Regions from separate parts of the Pan troglodytes genome. Here region 1 is linked to region 2. Evidence: chromatin contacts called from public capture Hi-C data. All regions are on one chromosome and are shown on one strand. The core of a region is the stretch at or near the end of the contact, and the rest is flanking DNA. Distances in the headings are between cores, read along the strand shown.

What was found. Capture Hi-C pulls out chosen DNA fragments and counts their contacts.
Region 1: a capture Hi-C map of stem cell-derived neural stem cells shows a contact between it and region 2, with 3 times the contacts expected there. The contact joins two enhancer-like sites. A contact is called at or near these places in 1 of 7 Hi-C or Micro-C datasets (stem cell-derived neural progenitor cells) and 1 of 1 other capture datasets (stem cell-derived neural stem cells).

The regions. Positions count from the first base shown.
Region 1 is chr13:128,982,799-128,988,238 of NHGRI_mPanTro3-v2.0_pri, reverse strand. The region is part of intron 1 of IRS1 (insulin receptor substrate 1); the gene reads left to right. Among named protein-coding and RNA genes, the nearest start is that of IRS1, 56 kb to the left of the region's middle. Within about 2 kb of position 3,923, at least 8 of the 24 cell types and tissues checked have an H3K27ac peak or open chromatin away from gene starts, as enhancers often do. A contact at or near this core is called in stem cell-derived neural stem cells, where this site is marked.
Region 2 is chr13:128,737,090-128,741,983 of NHGRI_mPanTro3-v2.0_pri, reverse strand. No RefSeq gene overlaps it. Among named protein-coding and RNA genes, the nearest start is that of IRS1, 300 kb to the left of the region's middle. Within about 2 kb of position 2,698, at least 2 of the 24 cell types and tissues checked have an H3K27ac peak or open chromatin away from gene starts, as enhancers often do. A contact at or near this core is called in stem cell-derived neural stem cells, where this site is marked.

The sequences.
Region 1 (5,440 bases), core at 2,674-5,173, 250 kb before region 2:
CTGAGATTTCCCTCCCTCCTCTTCCAGCTGCCAACGATTAGATGTGCATCTGGCAGCAATTTCAGTTTTTCATCAAGTTACTCAAGCAGCATTGACTGGCTAGATCACACTCCTGTTCAGTTCCTTCAGATGAGAGATTGGGGAAAAGAATTTGGAAACAAAAGCCACCCAATTCCCTGCCCCCACCCCCAACAATCATAAACATGCTTTAGAACCTAGAAATAATGCATAAGAATCTCACTGAACACCCATTTAAGCATATTCATGTGATTTCTTTGTAAATACTTTCAGTAGTATTAGAAGTCTTTCATTAGCAGATTTAGAAAGAGTGGGGGGCTTCAAGCTTCTGATTTTTTTCAAGCAATGAAAGTGGCCTTTCTGATGTTTCTGTAGATAGCATTCATTTGAGATCTTCCCCTTTGTACGTGAATGCTACTGTCTCAATATTGAATTTGTACTCTTTCCTGTGTAGGTAGACGTCCTTGTATAACGTTGTATTACATATCATATCTTTAGCCTTACTACTACTGCTACTTTTACTTTTTCTTTTTGTTCTGGCATTTTCCCCTTCCTCCTTTCTGAAATAACTTTGTCCTCTCTTCGCAAGATGCATCCTCGTTTTGGCTTCTGATTCAGTCCTTGCCTGGCATTTGGTTGGTGGATTCATCCTTGCTTGCTAGTTCCACCACAGTGTTTTTGGCTGGTGTGTTTTCAGGTATCAGGAAAAGATGTGGGATCCAAGGGTTTCTAGTTCTTCATAACAGTAGTTACACTAAGAGCTAATGATTGAGGGCTTATTATGTGTCAGGCACAATGATAAGAAAATGTCGTGTATTATCTCATTTAATCTCAACGAGAACCCTGTGAAATGGGCAATGCTCTCCTGTGTTACAGATGAAAACATACGGGATTTTGGAGGGTGAGCAACTTGCCTGAAATCACAGAGAAAAGAACATTGAGAGATGGGATAATGGAACTTGTCTTAGTTTCCTTTCAAATTTTAATTCAGAAATAAGTTTTGACTTAAACAAAATTATCAGTCTTTAAAAAGCATGACAGCCATGTAATAGCTCCATCTTCATTCTGAAAATAACCTTTTTTGGGGTTGAATTCCCTAAAGTACATTTTTTAATTCAAAATCGCATACAGGTTACTCACTTGTCACTCAGAAAGAGGCAACTCAAGGGAAACACACATTTATTGCATTATTACTTTACTGTAAGCAACAGTTAATAGCTTCCTCTTTAACATGAGCTAATTAATATGGTTCCTGCCTGTGTATGGCCTTCTGAAATCTAAGATGAATGGTATACTTTTCCTTGCTCCTTTTACATTGACTTTTGTTGAAGAATTACTATCATAGCCCAGAAATCTTTATGACTTGCATTTCCATAACAGATATTCTTCAGGTAAAGCAAATGAGAACTGTGGGTCAAATACATTTGAAATATGCTGCCATATACTTGTATTATAATCAGTTTCAGCTGGTTTCAGAGAGGGATTGTTTCTTCAATAGTTAGACCACTTTGTTTTTTTTTTTTAAAGAACAGTTCGCTTCAAAGAATCCCAGATCAAATTCTTCTCAACGTTTTCCCCCGATATTCTCCTCAATGCAGAAAGGAAAACAAAGGCTAAACCTTTTTTGCTTCTGTAAGATGATGGCTTCCTGGAGACGTTCCTTAGATCAAGGATCTCCAACCTTTTTGGCACCAGTGACAGGTTTCATGGAAGACAATTTTTCCATGGCTGGGGGTGAGGGGATGAATGGTTTCATCAGGCATTATTTTCTCGTAAAGAGCATGTGCAACATAGATCCCTTGCATACACGGTTCATGATAGGTTTCACACTCCTGTGAGAATCTAATGCCGCTGCTGATCTGACAGGAAGCCGAGTTCAGGTGCTTATGCTCATCCACCATTCACCTCTTGCTGTGGAGCCCGGTTCCTAACAGGCCATGGATCTCTACTGGTCCACAGCCTGGGAATTGAGGACCCCTGCCTTAGATGTATGTTGTAGGGCAAATCTTCTACTGAGGTTGAGCTTGCCCCTATTAGAAACTATTGGGAGTGGCATTGTCCTCTGTTAGGCCTGTTTAAGGATCAGAAAAACCTATGGGAAGATCATGGCTCCACAGCTGAGGTACCTCATGGTTGTTTTGGAAGATGCTTGTTCAATTCAGTAGATTTTTCTTACATGACCAAGTTCTTCCATAAAGTGAACCACAACCCATATTATCGGGGACTCTAGCTAAAACTTGCGGTGAGTAGGAAATAGATTAAACACAGGTTTTCCCACTTCTCCAGCTGCCAAAAGTGATGTCAGTGGTGTTAATGATTCTTACCTCAGTCCACTGCAGACCAGGGATGTCTATGCAAATGCTTGTTCGGTGCCTGATTCCTGGGCTATTATGGAAAAACTGATGATGCTTGAGAAACAATTGGGTAATCAGACAGTTACTCAAATGTAAAATCAGACGCTTGCTTTCTTGAAGCAATTTGACTCCAGGGAGAGGGCAAAGAATGAGAAATCTATTAGTTTTTAACAAAAAAAGCAAAGGCAGTGAAAATAGGCTCTGCCTGATTCCCTTTTGTCTAATTATAGAAACAGTTTTGCACACAATTTTCACCATCCATACACTAAATGAAGTTCTGATTGTAATGCAAGTCTACTGGTTTGTATCAAAGCCAGACCTATAAAACCTGTATCCTGTAATCTGACCATTACAAACAAAACCCCAAACCCAAAAGTGATGCGAAATTACAATAGAAACCTCAGAACTGAAATGTAATTTCTGTGAGGGAAAGGATGCTACAGAAATAGTGCCCATGAAAGCAGAAGAAAGACATTCGTATGACATTCTCACTTAGTAGGGAATATTCTGTCATATTACCTTCATGTCTTTTCGTAACAGGTTTATTTTGGTTGAGCTCTGTTAAAGTTAAAGCTTCCTGGCTGAGCACGGTGGCCCACACCTGTAATCCCAGCACTTTGAGAGGCTGAGGCGGGTGGATCATCTGAGGTAGGGAGTTTGAGACCAGCCTGGCCAACATGGTGAAACCTCGTCTTTGCTAAAGATACAAAAATTAGCCAAGTGTGGTGGTGTGCACCTGTAATCCCAGCTACTTGGGAGGCTGAAGCAGGAGAATTGCTTGAACCCAGGAGGGGCAGGTTGCAGTGAGCCGAAATGGCACCACTGCACTCCTGCCTGGGTGACAGAGTAAGACTGTCTCCAGAAAAAAAAAAAAAAAAAAAAAAAAAAAAAATTAAATCTTCCTGCCTGAGAGTACGTGTGGTCTGACTTGAAATGAAGAGGGACTTTTTTTTGTTTTTTTTTCCTAAGTCCTTTTACCTTGAATCTGTCATGTACATAGGACAAACTATAGTATCGGTAAAAGGGAGATTGGAAACATTTTGATTTGCATTTGAGGGGAGGAGCTATTATGGTCTTGACCTCATTTTCTTTATCAGCATGTTTCCTGTTAATAAAAAGAATGGGAAATAACAGCAGTGGATATTCTTTGGCTTAAAAGATGTGTTAATATTTATTCAGATTTCCTTAATATATCACTGACAGAATACTTTTAATTACTGAGAACTAAATGTTGTTTTGGTCTGTCTTCTCCACAAATTCCTAACCATCCTGAAAAGTTTCTAGAATCTCCTTCTGCCTTTGGTAGCTGGGGAAGGAGAAATTCACGAGACTGACAGAATTCAGCCCAGTAGCCTCTGCCAGAGCTGACAGGCTTGACGGTCGCCTTTCGGTCTTCTTCTTCTTTTTTTTTTTTTTTTCATAATGCGTGTGCCTTTCTTCATTGGTGGTCTCCTGAAGTCACCAGCCCTGCCAGAAGCTCTTTCACTGGGACAAAAGGGGAACTGGAGCGAGATGGCCTCTCACATGTTGGCAACTCTCCCTGAATTTTCTTCCTTGGCAACCCTGCGCACTGGAAGATCTGGCCAGCAACCTTGTTATTTTCACCAGCCCTCTCCCATGTGACTTGCACCAGGCAAAAGTGCTATTTAAGCAGCTCCATTAAAGCACTGGCTTGGCTGGTTGGCTTACCCTTTGCCATTTGAGACCACAAAACCAAGTTCTTTCCAGCTCAATCCTGGCCTGTTTTAAAAGAAGTTGGTTTCCTTTCTTTAGCTAAAATGGCTTTCTCCTTTCAACATCCAAGTAGCAAACATGTTGGTCTTACCTCTAACTTTAGCTCAATCTTCACTTGATGTGTGTGATTATGATCTGAAGGCCTTAGAATTGAGAATTGAGAATTCACTGGTTAGTTTTCTCCTTTTCCAAGCTTCAGCTTGCCCCCATACTTCCCAGCTGTCCCTTGTAAAGAACGGGGAGATTATCCCATGTCCCAGACTTTAGAGGCTCTCTGGATTTAGCTCTTCTTTTTGTATCAGCAATATGACCATAGTTAATAGCGCTGGACCAGGAGAATGCAGCTTCCTCCTTCTGTGCTACTAACTCAAATGCTAGAACCAAGGCTTTAAGCTGGGAACTTCCTTTAATAAGTGTTTCACAGTCTATCCATAGGTCAGTGGTCATTTTTATTCATCTGAGATTTTATAGTGGGATTTTATTGAGGTATGAATTTTAATGAACAACACCCATCTATTACCAGAACTATAAAGGTATTTGAGACTGATGATAATATGTGTGTGTGTGTGTTATGTGTGTGTGTGTGTGTGTGTGTGTGTGTGTGTTTACTGGGCTCATTTGCCAGATTCAGGTATGCTGAATGTGTGTGTTGTAAGGTGCTTTATTAATAAGCATTCTAGAAGACATGATTTGCTTCCAGTTAGTGGTACTGTAAATTAAGTGTATCAGCAGTGAGGTAACTGAAGAATTGTGGTAGGAGAGAGGGGTATGCAGTTTAATGTAATTGTGTGAAATAAGAAATCAACAGACGTGGGAAGACAGAATAGAGAGAGGTTATAGGCATCATTGTCAGAATCTTGCAAAGTACAGAGCTACCCACTGACCCCTCTGCTCTCATGAAGGGAATCTTTACTAACCTGAGAGGAATCCTTCTGTTCTCCTGGCTCTTCCAAATATTTTACCTGTGCCTTTCCTTTAAATACTGAGGCTTTTGGAAACTAAAGCCAGGGAGCCAGAAGATTTTCCTACTTTCAAATTCCTACTCTCCCCATATTATACAATGCGTTGGGATGATGGGAAAGGGATGGAATACCAGGACGCTTTAAAAAGTTGGGTAACATTTCAAAAATTTTTCTCATCATGGATTTTTAAGAATGGGAAAGATCTAAGTATGATTAAAACAGTATTTTCCTTTCCTACTTAGACTTTTTGGGGGGACATTAAATGCAGCATTTTAAAAGTTCAAATCCTTTAAGTAGATTGTGAAATTACAACCACAGCTGAGTAGTGGTTTTTCTGGTGATGGGGAATATAAGTCATGTTTATTCCTTCTT
Region 2 (4,894 bases), core at 1,449-3,948:
CTGCAGCCTGGGCAACAACAGTGAAACTCCGTCTCAATAAATAAATAAATAAGGGCTATCTTATTCCCTTTTCCTATCCCTTCTAGAATTGTCTGCAACTATTTATAAGACAGATCCTGTCCAAAGGGTTTTTCCTTTGCAGTTTGGTTTCTTGCTCCTCCCATCTTCCCTTTCTTGCTACTATCTGCTTCTTCTCAACATAGTCAATTGGCTCCCTGACCTCATATGCTTGAACCATCGAAACTGAGAATATGCTCCACACTAGCAGTTCCTGCTCCCTCCAAACTCTTATAGCGTCTGTTTAGCTACTTAATTATGGAATTAATCTTGCCCATAGTAATAGGAATTTGAAAAAAGCCCAGGACAGCTATTCACCATGATATTTGCTTGTTGTGGCTGGACTACCCAGACTTTCTTGAACAGATATTCCTCTCTCAAATATCTTTTGACATCTCTTCTGTATGTGAGCCTCATTTAACTGCTCTGTCCTTGTTTTCAAAATATACCTGTTTATTTTATCACTGCCTCTAGTTCTGTCCAACCAAGACATACCACTCTCACCACTCTCTATTTTCTCTTTTCCTTCTAATTTCATCACTCGAGCTCTGGGGCCAGCAGTTATTAGGACTCATTGGAGCTCTACACCTGCTGTGCAGTTGAACTATTCCTAACCTTGAGTCAACACCCCTAGACTAAAGTCTTCCCTGTGAGCCTCAGGGTTCAGGACTGGAATGTGGCTACCTTCTTCCAAATGCGGATTTCATAGGCTAAATGTGATAGAAAAAGGTACCTATTCTAGGTGCTTGCAGCCATCTACCTGCTCACTCTCTGGTGAGTGGTAAGTGGAGTGAGGTCCACCCCACCTCAGTTGCTTTCTCCAGTATCTTGGTACAAAGAACATTCTATAGAATGAGAGAGCCTTGTGCCTGGGTCCCTTCCCTTTTCCTATTGTATGATTCCAGGCTTCCTTTTAAATAAATTTCCACAAATGTTTATCTCCTGAATATCCAGATCCAAGCTCCTTAGCTCAGGCCCACTCTGCTACCAAAGTTAGCCACAATGGCGGATTTAGAAATAATCATGGAACAACTTAAATGGCCGTTTAGTCACGGTGGTGGTGCCAATCAGAATTCCCAGGATCACAGATGGAAAATTTTATGTCTAAGACCAAAGTGCAAAAAAAATGGATATATTATTGACAGATTGGGTCCAGTTCACATATACCATTTTAAAACCCACAAATGGTTGAGATTTCATAAAAAACATAAAGGAGAGTGGGCGCGGTGTCTCATGCCTATAATCCTGGCACTTTGGGAGGCCGAGGCAGGTGGACCACCTGAGGTCAGGATTTGAGACCAGCCTGGCCAACATGGTGAAACCCTATCTCTACTAAAAATACAAAAAATGAGCTGGCCATGGTGATGGGAGCCTGTAATCCCAGCTACTCAGGAGGCTGAGGCAGGAGAATTGCTGGAACCCGGGAGGCAGAGGTTGCAGTGAGCTGAGATCGCGCCACTGCACTCCAGCCTGGTGACAGAGCGAGACTCTGTCTAAGAAAACAAAACAAAACAAAACAAAAAAACACCATAAAGGAGGTATTGATATTACTCATGAGGTTACACATGTACCTTCAGAATTTCGGTCTTACAATTGATACAAGAGAAAATATTAAGACAACCTCTCTCTTATAACAAGGTCTTGGTTTATTTTTATTTCATTTTTTTTAAATCACATTATACATTTGAAGTAAATTTACCACTTTCCATGAAGAAGGGTTTAAATACAGCAATAAGAGAATGGATGCCTATGAAAGGCATTAGACTGATTAGAAAGTGGGTGCCAATAGCTGGTTCTGAAGCTCATTAAAACAAATGAAAGACTTGGAATGTTTTCTTTTTTTTGGCAGAAATTATACAACCACATTGCAAGTTTAATGATTTTATGCTTGTGATTAAAACCTGAGTAATTTTTCCTTTGAAGAACATAATAAATGCATGTGGCACCCAAAATATTCAGTACTTCTCTGTCATATGGTAGAATTTCTGAGTGCTTAAAATATTAACTTCTTTGCATAATACTGCTGGGGAATAATTTCTGCTTTCTAACTCCCATTATATCAAGGAGAAAATGAAAATAGAAGGATTTTTTTGTCAGGTCAGTGGCAGAATCGCAATAAAAATTAAATCACCTGTGAAACCCAAACCCAGGGTTAGGTTCCCCTCTGGGGAGTTGAGAACCTTTATTGGATCATCTGAACAATGGGCTCATGGAGTCAGAATCATAGCACCTTGCCTCCCTTTCCTTCTTCCTATCATTTGGGACTTCTATGGGTGATATTAATTTATAAGAATCTTCATGCAATTCCACTTACATTTAATCTACACAAAATTAAAATCACAAATCTTGTTCTCCATGGGCATCATAGAATAGACTGTTGCTGAATAACTTGTCTCCCTCCTGCTTTCCTGAGCATACCAGTTTATTAACTCAGTTCCATGTTTTTTCCATACCAATCACCCTCCTTTTCTCCCAAATCAGAAGCAAACCTAAACACAGGAGAAGCAAACAGTGGGTCCCTATGTTACATAGAGCCAAAATCAAAGTGAAACCCTTCACAGGAAACCCTCACCTTTTCTTATCGGTGGACCTGCCTCCCCATCCTGGCAGGGATCCTCAGAGCGAGGAGCCTGGTCCTCTGCTGGCCCAGGAGCTGGCCAGGTTGGCTGTGGGCAGCTGACATCGAGGATGACCCTGGTTGTCTGTCTCCTGAAGCCACAGAGCGTTTGCTTTTGGTTTTGCTCAGTTGCCTGGCCAATCAAATAGATTTCTGTTTTAAACAGCATTTTTTTTTCAACCTTGGCCTCTGAAGTCTTCCAGAATATTGGAAACCTGTTAAAGCATAAACATATGTCATGCAGAGCGAGAGGTAGTCAAAGAAATCAGGATGGCAAAGTCAAAGATGCAAATTAAAACCCAGGAAGAATCAATTAAATAGGCACCAAAGGTCTGTTTAAATGATTAAATGAGACAGAAGTGCATCTTGAGATGAATAAATTATAGCAATGTGTGAGAAAAGAAATGAAGTGCTGGGAGGATTGGAGGGGGAGGATGAATGAATAGATATGAGTGAAGAGATTTAATAGAGGTGATATGCACACAGTCTCAGGTTTTGGTTATTAGATTGATTAAATATGCAAAAATGTCACCATAGCCTCTGGGTAATTGTACAAAACACAAATACAACAGTAAACTCCCACAGCTAGAAAAATAACAAGAGGAAAGCCATGGCATTCCTCATGGTTCTGCCTAGCACGTGCCTCTGAATGTACTGCTGTTTGTCTTTGTACCAAACGCAGTGTGTCCTAAAGCTCAGTCACGCTGAACTGAGCCCCCCAGTCCCCCTCCTCCCTCCTGGCTGGCTACAGAGACTTGAGTTAGGCTGCTCTGTAATAATTTCTGTCACTCTGTGTGTTTCCCAAAGTGCTTTTACATATGTATATCATGTCATCTTTAAAACCAGGTGAGAATGGCAAGTATGATTGCAATTGTAGCTTTCTGGGGGGAGAAACCAGAAGGTGGAGAAACATAGGTGCTCAAGATCACCCCAAAGCCAGAGCTGCGTTAGGACTGCACGCCCAGTTGGGCAAGTGGGACAGGTCGTGCAGCTCTCAGGGTTACTGGCTAAAAGGACAAACGGGCCAAAATGCAAACCTGGTCAGGTTCACCAAACTGTGCAGCTTGTCATGGGGCTTGTTTACCTGGAGGCAGGGGTGTCATTTCCTAGTTTGCAAAGAGAGATTTACAGGTGGCCCCGAACTTGGGTCTCTTGACACTCTTCCTGTTTTGGTATCCTGCCCTAAGAGAGTTCTCTTCTTTCTCTTCTCCTATCCAAGTCATAGTCTTCTTTTTCATTTCAAACCCACCAGCCTAAAAACACTGAAGTGTTCATTTATCTATTTCTTTTTTTAATTTTTTAAAAATTTTATTTGTCCATAAGTTATTGGGGTACAGGTAGTATTTGGTTACATGAATAAGTTCTTTAGTGGTGATTTGTGAGATTTTGGTGCACCCATCACCCGAGCAGTATACACTGCACCATATTTGTAGTCTTTTATCCCTCTCTCCCTTCCCGCTCTTGCCCCCAAGTCTCCAAAGTCCATTGGGGGACTTTCATTCTTCTGCTTTTGCATCCTCATAGCTTAGCTCTCACATATCGGTGAGAACATACAATGTTTGGTTTTCTATTCCTGAGTTACTTTTATCCTATGTAATCTGCAGTTATAGTGACTGATAGTCGATTCCCAGTACCTTAGGGTATGCAGTAGAAATAAACAGTAGGGAGGGAAAGCAAGCTGGATGGCACAGATAGTATGAACTATTGGTACTGTCCTACCAGGGAGCCCTGCTGGAAGTGAAGATGCAGGGGGAAAGAAGGGCAAGTAAGACATAGGTGGTCTGTGGACAGTCAACAGTCAACACAAGGACACTGGGATAGGAGCTCTGCTGAGAATGCTTTCTATGTGACTACTTGGACTACTCAATACCTCAGGTGATCTGCCTGCCTCGACCTTCCAAAGTGATAGGATTATAGGCGTGAGACACTGTGCCCAGCCAATCCTTTTCATTTCTACAAAGTCAATAGTAATGTACGTCTTTTATTTCTGATTTTACTAATCTGAGTCTTCTCTCTGTATTCTTGGTTAGTCAAGATAAAGATTCATTACTTTTATTGATATTTTCAAGAATCAAAGTGGTTTTGATTTTTCTGCTTTGTATATTCTCTAGTTCATTTATTGCCACTCTAATTTATATTATTTTCTTTCTGATTGCTTTAGTTTTAGTTTGCTTTTCATTTTCTAGTTTCTTAAGGTAGAGGATTAGTTTATTAAGTTGA